Regions from separate parts of the Sus scrofa genome. Here regions 2 and 3 are each linked to region 1. Evidence: chromatin contacts called from public HiChIP or PLAC-seq data. All regions are on one chromosome and are shown on one strand. Each heading gives the region's core, a stretch centred on a gene start, on an enhancer-like site or on the middle of the called end of the contact. The rest is flanking DNA. Distances are from core to core; before and after follow the strand shown. Region 1 overlaps LIPM (lipase member M). Region 2 overlaps RNLS (renalase). Region 3 holds the start of RNLS (renalase).

Region 1 (3,790 bases), core at 464-2,963:
TAACACATGACGTCAAACATTGCTAAATTAAATCTATCTTGGAACTGGGATACTTTCTCTAAAGACACATGTTAGGAAATAGAGTTCCCGTTGTGGCTCAGCAGAAACGAATCTGACTAGTATCCATGAGATTGCGGGTTTGATCCCTGGCCTTGCTCAGTGGATTAAGGATCTGGCGTTGCCATGAGCTGTGGTGTAGGTTGCAGATACAGCTTAGATCTGGCATTGCTATGGCTGTGGCATAGGCTGGCAGCTGCAGCTCTGATTCAACCGCTAGCCTGGGAACCTCCATATGCCATGGTGGCAGCCCTAAAAAGACAAAAATAAAAAATAAATTAAAAAAAGACTTATTTTAGGAAACAATGCAGACGAATCTAAAACAAATAGCTGACACTTATGATTAAGAGCTTGCTCTTCAGGGGAGCTACATGGTCTGTCCAATTTCTTGGCCTTTTATATCTTGATTGAGGTACCAAAGCAGATATTAAGTACCATGCAAGATTTTCAAAGATTTGCATACAAGTGCTCTGCTCCCTGCAGCTTTATGTTCCTGTGGTCAATAGTCATTTACATTCACACACAAGCTAACCCATAATCATCTGTGGAGGTTTTGTGCCCCTAAAAAGTATAATATCCACTTCTAATTCTCCACAACTTTTTTTTTTAAATTTTAATCCACAATGTCATTTACACATACACATGTTTTGGGGTGATATTTTTCTTTCATATTTTTCACTGGCAAATTACAGAGTCCTTAAAAGTGTGACCTGGGAGAACTCTTAAGGATGATCTAGTTCAATAATTTTTATCTTAAAGAGAAAGAAATCGAGTCCTGAAGAATCAAAGCAGCCTAGCCATGATGACACAAGTTTGTAGTATAGAGGCAAAGCTAATACAGTAATTCTCACTTGTCTTTTAATACTCTTTTTACTATGCCATGAACCAATTTCATCCCTGCCATCCTCATTCCTGTGTTTTTTGTTTTTGTTTTATCTTCAAAAGATCCGTCTAGAAGCCAGCACAGACTATACCTTTCCCTTCACTAAGGCTACTCCATCTTCCTCCTAAGAAGATTTGTTCATGGAACAGTGCCTTGTTCACGGAGACAACCTCATCAGAAAAGTTATCCATCCTACTGCATTATAAAAGCTTTTATAAAATTTACTTATTAATTTATTTAGCACTCTTGGCAAAGCTTTGAAATTTTCCATTTTCAAATGCAGTCGAACCAGAATTACTTTCTCTTTGAATTCTTGTATTTTATTCCCATTTCCAGAATAAGCTGCCATTATAACTTCTCTCTCACACATTTCAGAAGGATACATTTTCAGCAGATGGTATTTGATTTTCTTACCTGATTGCTTTTCTCCAGATTTTTGGTCTCGCTGCCCCAGTCAAATGCCCGGAGTTCCCCAGAATTCACTGCCTAAAAGGAAACAAAAATTTACATGGCATTCAAATGTGTCACTGGGTAAGGGTGGGAGGAGGGGTGAAAACGTGCTAGCAAGTCTGCGGAGGAAAGCCGAGAGAAAGGCTGAGGCTGCTCTTCTGTTCAATGTTAGGATAGCCTAATGGAGAGAAAAACCAAGAAAAAGGTATTTTGAGGGAGAAAAACGAGCTTTAGAAATACTTAAAACCACCATGTTATGCAACTCCAGAAAGTGTATTCCCACCGCAGGCCATGGAAGTTGATGTCTGGCACAACTTCATAGGCTACAATGGGAGAGCGCCCCCTGGAGTTCTACAATGTGGTGATTCTGGGTGAAGCTGACCAACATTTAATCCAGTTTAGAATTCTCACACCGACCTCATCTGTCTCTCTCCCTCTCTCTCTCTCTCTCTCTGTCTTTCTCCCCTACTAAAATATGGTGATGACCTTTGAAGAACAATTTGACTAGGCTCTAAGTTGTTAGAAAAAGAGTTAAGACCAACATTTATGATTTATAAGTGCCATCATCACTATTAAAACCTTTGCTCAAGTAGCAGGATATAAGATTAACATTCAGAAGTCAGTTGCATTTCTGTATACCAGCAATGAAATATTAGAAAAGGAATACAAAAACACGATACCTTTTAAAATTGCACCTCACAAAATCAAATACCTCAGAATACACCTGACCAAGGAGGTAAAGGACCTATACGCCGAGAACTATAAAACTTTAATCAAAGAAATCAAAGAAGATGTAAAGAAATGGAAAGATATTCAATGTTCCTGGATTGGAAAAATCAATATTGTAAAAATGGCCATACTACCCAAAGCAATCTACAGATTCAATGCAATCCCTATCAAATTACCCATGACATTTTTCACAGAACTAGAACAAACAATCCAAACATTTATATGGAACCACAAAAGACCCAGAATCGCCAAAGCAATCCTGAGAAACAAAAACCAAGCAGGAGGCATAACTCTCCCAGACTTCAAGAAATACTACAAAGCCACAGTCATCAAAACAGTGTGGTACTGGTATCAAAACAGACAGACAGACCAATGGAACAGAATAGAGAATCCGGAAATCAACCCTGACACCTATGGTCAATTAATCTTTGACAAAGGAGGCAAGAACATAAAATGGGAAAAAGAAAGTCTATTCAGCAAGCATTGCTGGGAAACCTGGACAGCTGCATGCAAAGCCATGAAACTAGAACACACTCTCACACCATGCACAAAAATAAACTCCAAATGGCTGAAAGACTTAAATATACAACAGGACACCATCAAACTCCTAGAAGAAAACATAGGCAAAACACTCTCTGACATCAACATCATGAATATTTTCTCAGGTCAGTCTCCCAAAGCAATAGAAACTAGAGCAAAAATAAACCCATGGGACCTCATCAAACTGAAAAGCTTTTGCACAGCAAAGGAAACCAAAAAGAAAACAAAAAGATAACTTACAGAATGGGAGAAAACAGTTTCAAATGATGCAACTGACAAGGGCTTAATCTCTAGAATATATAAACAACTTATACAACCCAACAGCAAAAAAAAACCAATCAATCAATGGAAAAATGGGCAAAAGACCTGAATAGACATTTCTCCAAAGAAGATATACAGATGGTCAACAAACACATGAAAAAATGCTCAACATCGCTGATTATAAGAGAAATGCAAATCAAAACTACCATGAGATATCACCTCACACCCGTCAGAATGGCCATCATTAATAAATCCACAAATAACAAGTGCTGGAGGGGCTGTGGAGAAAAGGGAACCCTCCTGCACTGTTGGTGGGAATGTAAACTGGTACAGCCACTCTGGAGAACAGTTTGGAGATACCTTAGAAATCTATACATAGAACTTCCATATGACCCTGCAATCCCACTCTTGGGCATCTATCCAGACAAAACTCTACTTAAAAGAGACACGTGCACTTGCATGTTCATTGCAGCCCTATTCACAATAGCCAGGACATGGAAACAGTCCAAATGTCCATCGACAGATGACTGGATTCGGAAGAGGTGGTATATATACACAATGGAATACTGCTCAGCCATAAAAAAGAATGATGACATAATGCCATTTGCAGCAACATGGATGGAACTAGAGAATCTCATACTGAGTGAAATGAGCCAGAAAGACAAAGACAAATACCATATGATATCACTTATAACTGGAATCTAATATCCAGCACAAATGAACATCTCCTCAGAAAAGAAAATCATGGACTTGGAGAAGAGACTTGTGGCTGCCTGATGGGAGGGAGAGGGAGTGGGAGGGATCGGGAGCTTGGGCTTATCAGACACAACTTAGAATAGATTTACAAGGAGATCCTGCTGAATAGCATTG
Region 2 (3,790 bases), core at 839-3,338, 160 kb after region 1:
TATTTTCTACATACTGTATGTAGAATATAAAAAGAGGGAGAATTGTTTGCCCAGCAAGAGTCAGTTTTTGCCCTTTGAGGGTAATATTATTCCTGCTGAGAATGTTTTAGACGATTAATTCTTTAGAGGAGTTTTTCTGTGAAGGGGGCAAAGAATTGGGGTGGTAGCTCAATAAGGAGGTTGGGGAGATCCCGCTGTGGTGCAGCGGGATCGCTGTGACGTGGGAGCACTGGGATACAGGTTCAATCCCCGGCCCAGCAGAATGGGTTAAGGATGGTGTTTTTGCAGCTGCAGCTTAGGTTGCAGCTATGGCTCGGATCCTCACCACAACAGTAACCAGAGCCACAGCAGGGACAATACTGGATCCTTAACCCACAAGCCACTAGGGAACTCCTGTTTTGTGTTTTTTAAGATGGGCTGTATTATAACATGTTTGTGTGCTGATGGAAAGAATCTAATAGGAAGGGAGACATTGATGCTGTAGATTAAGACTGGATAGTTATAGGAGTCATGATCTTGAGTAGGAGGTAGAGGCTGAGGCTATAGATGGGAGCTAGACAGTTCTCCCCATGAAACAGGAGGGAAGGTGGTGCATGTGAGCAGAGGTGGGGACGGGATGATATCTTTGGAAATGAAAGCCTGTGGAAATCCCTTTCCAAGGATTCATTTTCTCAGTGAAACAAGACACAATATAATCAGCCAAGACTAAGGAGGGGCAGGAGGTTTTGAAGTTTTAAATGGAGAGAAGAGGTGTGAGTAATCACCCAAGGGAGTGACTTGAGCAGGATGAGGTAGGGTAGCTAGGTAGCACTAAGATCCACTTGAAGTTAGTAATTACGAGTTTAAAATGAGACCCAGTCAATATTTCCCTCTAGAACTTGATCTCTTCTAAGCACATTAGATATTTTAAATATTTGAGACAATGGAAAATGACTAAAATGAGTGAATACTGAATTTATGCTGCTTTGCTACCTAAGATTTTTTTTTTCAATTTACTACTGAAATGTTTTTAATTGGAATGTTTTATACCTGATTTTGTTAGAATTAAGGCCTTTGGATAAGAACATAGAATAGCTCACTCTGGTTCAACTTTTCTTTTTTTTTTTTTTTTTTTTTTCTTGATTTTTTGAGTAAGCTTTTTTTTTTTTTTTTATTTTATTTTTTATTTTCCCACTGTACAGCAAGGGGGTCAGGTTATCCTTACACGTATACATTGCAATTACAGTTTTTCCCCCACCCTTTCTTCTGTTGCAACATGAGTATCTAGACATAGTTCTCAATGCTGGTTCAACTTTTCTGATCAAAGTAACCAAAATGAACAAGAATCTTTAGTGCCTTTGTTTTGGTTGATGATGCTGCTGAATATGGGAAAAGGATGTAAAAATGACAACTAGTTTGAATCTCTTTCTAAATATATTATTTTCATAAAAAGGGAAATAAGAAGTAAATGGTAGGATGTAATAGTCATTCTCTAGAAATTTCTGAAATTCTGAACTATGCTTAATCATTCATTCAGCCATTTATTAATTTAATAAGCATTTTCTGAGCATCTCTTCTCTCATCAATCACAGGAAGAGCTACACTGAATATAGCATGATTCCTACCTGAATATACCTGAATTCCTACCTGCATTACAGACATTCAGACATTACACTACTTTTAGAGGAGGTGTACATAATTTATATTACAGTATAAAAAGATATACTCAAGCTAATATATTTAGAGAACATAGTTCCTATGTGGTACCACATAGACTTAGCACTGATAAAGAGAGAATGTTATAAAATCAGTAAAATAAAAAAATTCAAGCTCATGATTAAATTCAATATGTTATATACAAAATCTGTTTCACAGCAAACAGCGTGCTCATGGAGACTTTTTTGTCATGAGTACAGTTCTGTGCTTCCTAAAATCTTAATTAGAAATGACCAATTCTTAAAGAATTACTAGTTCTCAAGATTGTTACACTTCCCTTTTTCAAGACCAGTTGGGGCTTTTGAAGAGTTAACAGTTTCATAAATCTGGCCTATGATTCATTCTTCTGTTGAAGCCAGGCTTGGTGCCCACAGGCTGTAGGACACACAGATGAACAGCATGTGGCAGTGTTTAAATGCTATTCTGAAAGCTGATGTCACAGGCCTAAGACAATTTAGAACACTTCTCTGCAATGATTTCAAGTGCATCTTGGGATTATATTTTTCTTTTATATTTCTATGTGTCATGCTTTGTTTGCCAAACAGAATATAGAAAATGAATAGGCATTTTTCTGGCACAATTCTTAGTAGATAAATTGTCAGAATGAACTCTACTGCTTAAGAAAAACACAGTTTAGTCACTGAATGTGGCTGCATGTAGGTTGTTACTGTGGGAAATTTTGGTTTGGCCAAAGTGTTATTTTCTTTTAAAATTCTGATAGACCAAGGTTTTTTTTTTTTTTTTTTGTTTTCATAATACTCCCACTCCACACACACACCCCCAAAAGAGCAAGCTATCCTATTACCGAGGCTTTTCTCGTATGAATATAGTTGCACGAATCTAACAAAATTGTGAATTTATTTTGTTGTGACTTTAAATTAGAGATTTTATTTGAATAAAAGAGAATTAATCTTTTGATTCGTTTTTTACTTTCATAGAGAATTTTCTTTCAGTTAGATTTTTTTTCCATTTACAATGGAGTGAATTTTAAGCCATCCTCAAAATACAGATATGTTTGTGTGCGTTTCCTCCTCATTGTCTTTAACATTTTAAGGTAATTATGCTCTTAGTGATTAAAATCTTTATATAGTAATATAATAGGGGAAAACATCTATGAACATGCAGTAGTCATTATCAGACAGTTGATGTATAAATATCTTTCTAGTTTGTGACTGTTGACCTTACACATGAATGTTCTCACTACTCTTTTTTATTTACTGTCATCACAAAGACTTTGCTTTGAGAGAATGTGATTTCTTATTGCCTCCATTACCAATTGCTTTCCATTTGTTTAACATACACATACATCTAATGAGTACTCACCATATTCCAGGAATTGTCCCAGATTCTGAGATCATCTAGGTTAATGAGCCCTAGCCCCACTTCTTAAGGAGCTTATAGTGGGAAGATTTGTTGGTTGCATTTCTCTTTTAGTTGCTTCTGAAATATGTTGTTTTGTATGCAGTTGGGCTTAAGAGCAACTACTAGTCATTTCTTCTGCCCTTCTTCCTAATCCTGGCTCTGCTGCTTATTATCTGTGTGTCCTTGGGCACATTACTTAACCTCTCTGACTCCTTGATTTCTTCTCAGTACAGTTGAGGTGGTAAGTCCTACCGTATCAGGGCATTTGAGAGATTAAAATAAATAATGTATTAAAACACCTGATAAATTGCTGGCACATGATCAGTGGTCAATGAAAGAAGCTGCTGCTGCTGCTGTTTAGCTTGTATTTGTCACATGTCTGGCCCTTCTTGCTAAGGTTTAGTTCCTTTTCATTCCCTTGCTGTTATGCATTCTTCAAACACATTGGGAATTTAAAATAGAGTAAATAGCAAGAGCTTCAATTTATGAGCATCTTTTATGTGGTAGATATTTTACATGTCTTGTCAGTAATCCTCAAAACAACCCCAAAAGTATACTTACTATATAGGGCAAGACCAGGGAGATAAAAATTACTTTCTAAAGCTATGAAACTACCTACTAGAAGACCGAAAATACAGAGTCCAAAGCTTATCATCTTTTTACTGCCACACATTCTTTCCAAGATTCCTTCTAATTCTAAATTCTTTAAAAATTTTTTTGAAAAGGGATGTGC
Region 3 (3,790 bases), core at 381-2,880, 140 kb after region 1:
GAAAAGAAAACATTGAAACTGTTTTAGAACAGAGAAATCTATTGGAAAGTACAATACAGGTTTTCAAATCACCATAATATAGTTAGGACTGATTGGCTTGTATCCCAAAGAAATATGCTAACAATGTATTACATTACAGATGGAATCTAAAAAATAAAACTAATAGTATTCTGTTATAATAAAACAGAAACAGGCTCACAAATATAGGGAACAATCTAGTGGTTACCAGGGGGCAGAGGGTTAAAAGATGTGGGACAAGATAGGGTTAAGAGGTTAAGATATACAAACTACTATGTACAAAATAAATAAGCAACAAGGATATATAGCACAGGGAAATATAGTCATTATTTTTTAATAATAACTATTTAAATGGAATGTAATCTATAGAAATATTGGATCACTATGTTGTACACCTGAAACTAATATTGTAAACTAACCATATTTCAATAAAAAGTTTATCTAAGATCTTATATGAGTGTTAAACTTTAACCTTTCATATATGCTCCAGAATTTTGTTCACTATTTGTATTTCATCTTGCATCTTTTGAAATTTGTAAATGATTATGTAGTCAGTGTTTTTCTGTTCAGTTCAATTTTTATGCTCAGTTAGGTTTTGTTTTTTTCTGTTTACAAATGTCTCATTGATCTATATCTTCTAGTTCTATTATCTTTGATTAGATACTTGTAATATTAATCTATCACCAGTTTGATGCCTGGTAATTTCTCCCTACTGTGTACATAAAGTAAAATTTCATTTTTTTTAATGTTTTTGTTATAATTGGCTATCACTGTCACCTTTCTTATAGGTCTGATAACTGTTTAGTTTCTCTAGTTTTCCAGGTAATAATTTATCTGCAATTCAGAGTAACTGAATTTTTAATTTTTTAGTAGTTTAGTCTTATCCTTGCTTTTTGTTGTTTCATTGAGAATTTCCACGACAATGTTAAGAAAAAAATACCAAACTAGCAGTAATGGCATGAATCCTTATCTCGCTCACCCTTGTGTCTCTTACATTTGGAATGTGATTTTACATAAAACTTAGTGTTTACTTGAGACTAGTGATCTAAAATTTTCTGATGAACTGAATATCTTTAATTTTCAACAATTTGGAATGCAGACATTTTTTTTTTTTGTCCCGCTTTGGGGTGGAGAAGTTGAGGTTCAAAAAATTTATATCGCTTACACACAGCCTAAAGGTTACTTTAAGCAAAATCTCTTCAAAAATCTTTTTGCTATTTCGTGAATAGTGGCCCTTAAGGCCCTTGAAGAAAGCAGGCTCTGGCACGCTGGTCTGTTCCTCTCCTCCCCACCTTTCAGACTCAGAATATTAAGCTAATGAAGGTTCCACAAGGCAGAGACAGTAAGTAAACCTAGCAGTTACCTTGGATGGGTCCCTTGCTGTAGTCAACACCAGCCCTGTGGAGAGGCGAGGTCTCCCACTCTAACCTACACGATTTAGGTTTTCAGGGGCGAAGTGGGGGCGAGGGTTGGGCGGGAATTCACACCCTGTCTTAGAAACCAGCCCCTGGCCCTCAAAGCAAAGGGAAGACCAAGGTTTGTTGGTCTTCAGAGCTGTTCATCCTTTCAGCCCCGATCGCCTCCTCTCCGCCCCCTGCAGGCAGGCCGGGAAACTGTTCAGGGGCCGGGTCGGGCCAAGAGTGCCGGGTGCAGAGAGCTCTAGCCCGCTGGGCTTCGCCGGTTCCAGAGTGCAGGCCGGCGGGCCTCGCTGCGGACCCCGCGAGCTATGGCCCGGGTGCTGATCGTGGGTGCGGGGCTGACGGGAAGCCTGTGCGCTGCACTGCTGAGGAAGGAGGCGTCCTGTCCTTTACACCTCTCTGTGTGGGACAAGGCGGGGGACTCAGGTGGGTCGTCTCCAGGCCCAAACTAGGGGAAAAGGAAGCCGGCGGGCACCGAGGCTTCCCAGGGGGCGCTGGGCCTCCCTCTGAGTAAGTCTGTGAAGAAAATCCAGCAGCTGGGCGCGCTCCTGGTCACGTGATTGGAGACTTCCGGCTCCCAGGAAGGCCGGAGAGGGGGCGCGGGTGGGGGCGGGGCGGCGACCTCCGCGGGCTGGGGGCGGGGTGGGAATACCCGGCGCCTTAGCGGCGGCCTGCAAGGGCTGGGAAAATTCCTGACTAGAGTTTGCCTAGCCAGCGCCTGCCGCTGTCGCTAATAAATGCACTTTTATCTTGGCCTTGGCAGCTTTCTGCAGGTTAAGAGGGTCCGCACGTGCCCGTAGACTAAGACTTTTGCGGGAGATCCAGTTGACAGAATCCTGTCACTCTCCTGAAACCTGACCGCAGGAGTGAAAGCGTTTGTTGATTCGTTCTGACATTGCATTCATTATTTTGCTTTGTTTCCTCTGTTCATTCATTCCTTTTATTCAAATCAGTAAATAGATGCAGGGGCTGAGCATTGCTGCATTTTTCACGTGTTCTTTAAAAACAGCGACAACTACAACAACAGAAACCTCACAGGGATAGAATTGTCTCTTAGCTATTTACTGACAATGTTAGGTGACAAAGCCTTCAACTTAAAAAAACAAATGCCTTCTACTACAGCTGTAAAATAATCCTCTTGTGGTAACCTGGAGTGAACAGCTTTAATTGCAAAAGGTTCATTCTAACGCACTAAGACGTTTTCCTGGGGATTAATTCAAGGGGGAAGAATGACTACAGCCAGCAGTGCCCATAATCCTCAGAGCACAGTCGACTTGGGTGCCCAGTACATCACCTGCACTCCTCATTTTGCCAAAAAACATCAAAGGTGAGTTAGTTGAAAGGGGTGGAATCAGTCATACTGGTTGTATTATGTAAAAAGATACAAATCATCCATTTTTAACAGGGCTAAACTTTGCCTCCTGTAATGTAGTGAAATGATAATACCATTGCTGATCATATTAGCAGTAAAAGGTTAGCCTGAGTAAAGTGGGAAAACTGTAAAACCTTATACAGTTGTTGAGAAGATCAGATGAGATATTATAGGAAACAGAGTAAGGGCCTAATAAATAGGAGTTACTATGTTGATGTTGAGGGAGAGGACAAAGAGATGTGATGGCAGTCAGTCCTAACCAGATTTAAAACTGATGTTCTGAACACCATTCTGTTTATTTTCACTGACTTTAATTTTGAAATATATGAGAAAATAGACCTTTGACTAAGATCAACAAAAGATCTGTGTATTCTCAAAACACTTCTGTCCTTCATCTGAATTATCTGTTTTATTAACACAGAACATATGTTGAGTTGTTTGTAGAAAGAGTTCTAGTTATTACTTAGGATTATAATCTCTAAGAATTGTTGGAAGAGAAAGTATAGTTTTTTAGAGCTAAGTATAGCATATAATTATATTACATATATTGATTTATTTCAGTTTTTATGATGAACTGTTGGCTCATGGCGTTTTGAAGCCTCTGACCTCTCCTATTGAGGGAATGGTGAACAAAGAAGGAGACTGTAACTTTGTGGCACCTCAAGGAGTTTCTTCAATTATTAACCATTACTTGAAAGAATCAGGTGAGAATAGGATTTTTCTCTGCTTTCTTTTAAAGTTGGCATTTTTAAAAGTTATGCTCATAATTAAATATTAATACTATAAAAAAAGATAAAGGAGATATTCTACTCACACTGAATAGTCAGATTTTTTTTCCCCTAAAGTAATCACTGAGTTTCTAATATATGCTTCCAGAAAAGTGTTTATGCATCTGTTTTCCTTCATGGCTATCTCTGTTTATCTATTCATATATGTTTGTATATATTCTTTTTCAAAATATATATAAGATTATTTTACATAA

The links. HiChIP or PLAC-seq counts read pairs in DNA pulled down with a chosen protein or histone mark.
Region 2: an H3K27ac HiChIP or PLAC-seq map of alveolar macrophages shows a contact between it and region 1. The contact joins two enhancer-like sites. A contact is called at or near these places in 6 of 47 Hi-C or Micro-C datasets (fetal skeletal muscle, mesenteric adipose tissue, retroperitoneal adipose tissue and 2 more) and 1 of 2 datasets of contacts at active chromatin or transcription factors (alveolar macrophages).
Region 3: a contact with region 1 is called in an H3K27ac HiChIP or PLAC-seq map of alveolar macrophages. The contact joins the promoter of RNLS here to the enhancer-like site in region 1. A contact is called at or near these places in 2 of 5 promoter capture datasets (fetal liver and liver), 14 of 47 Hi-C or Micro-C datasets (adipocytes, alveolar macrophages, blood and 9 more) and 2 of 2 datasets of contacts at active chromatin or transcription factors (alveolar macrophages and skeletal muscle).

The regions. Positions count from the first base shown.
Region 1 is chr14:100,740,919-100,744,708 of Sscrofa11.1, reverse strand. It overlaps LIPM (lipase member M), which reads right to left. Exons shown (of 10, transcript XM_013983531.2): 9 at 1,355-1,426. Among named protein-coding and RNA genes, the nearest start is that of LIPM, 27 kb to the right of the region's middle. Within about 2 kb of position 1,713, at least 11 of the 83 cell types and tissues checked have an H3K27ac peak or open chromatin away from gene starts, as enhancers often do. A contact at or near this core is called in alveolar macrophages and subcutaneous adipose tissue, where this site is marked.
Region 2 is chr14:100,577,474-100,581,263 of Sscrofa11.1, reverse strand. All of the region lies in intron 4 of RNLS (renalase), which reads left to right. Among named protein-coding and RNA genes, the nearest start is that of RNLS, 26 kb to the left of the region's middle. Within about 2 kb of position 2,088, at least 5 of the 83 cell types and tissues checked have an H3K27ac peak or open chromatin away from gene starts, as enhancers often do. A contact at or near this core is called in alveolar macrophages, where this site is marked.
Region 3 is chr14:100,602,793-100,606,582 of Sscrofa11.1, reverse strand. It overlaps RNLS (renalase), which reads left to right and starts at 1,630. Exons shown (of 8, transcript XR_002338669.1): 1 at 1,630-1,862; 2 at 2,658-2,763; 3 at 3,370-3,512. It overlaps LOC110256749 (a long non-coding RNA gene), which reads right to left and starts at 1,605. Exons shown (of 4, transcript XR_002338671.1): 1 at 1,382-1,605.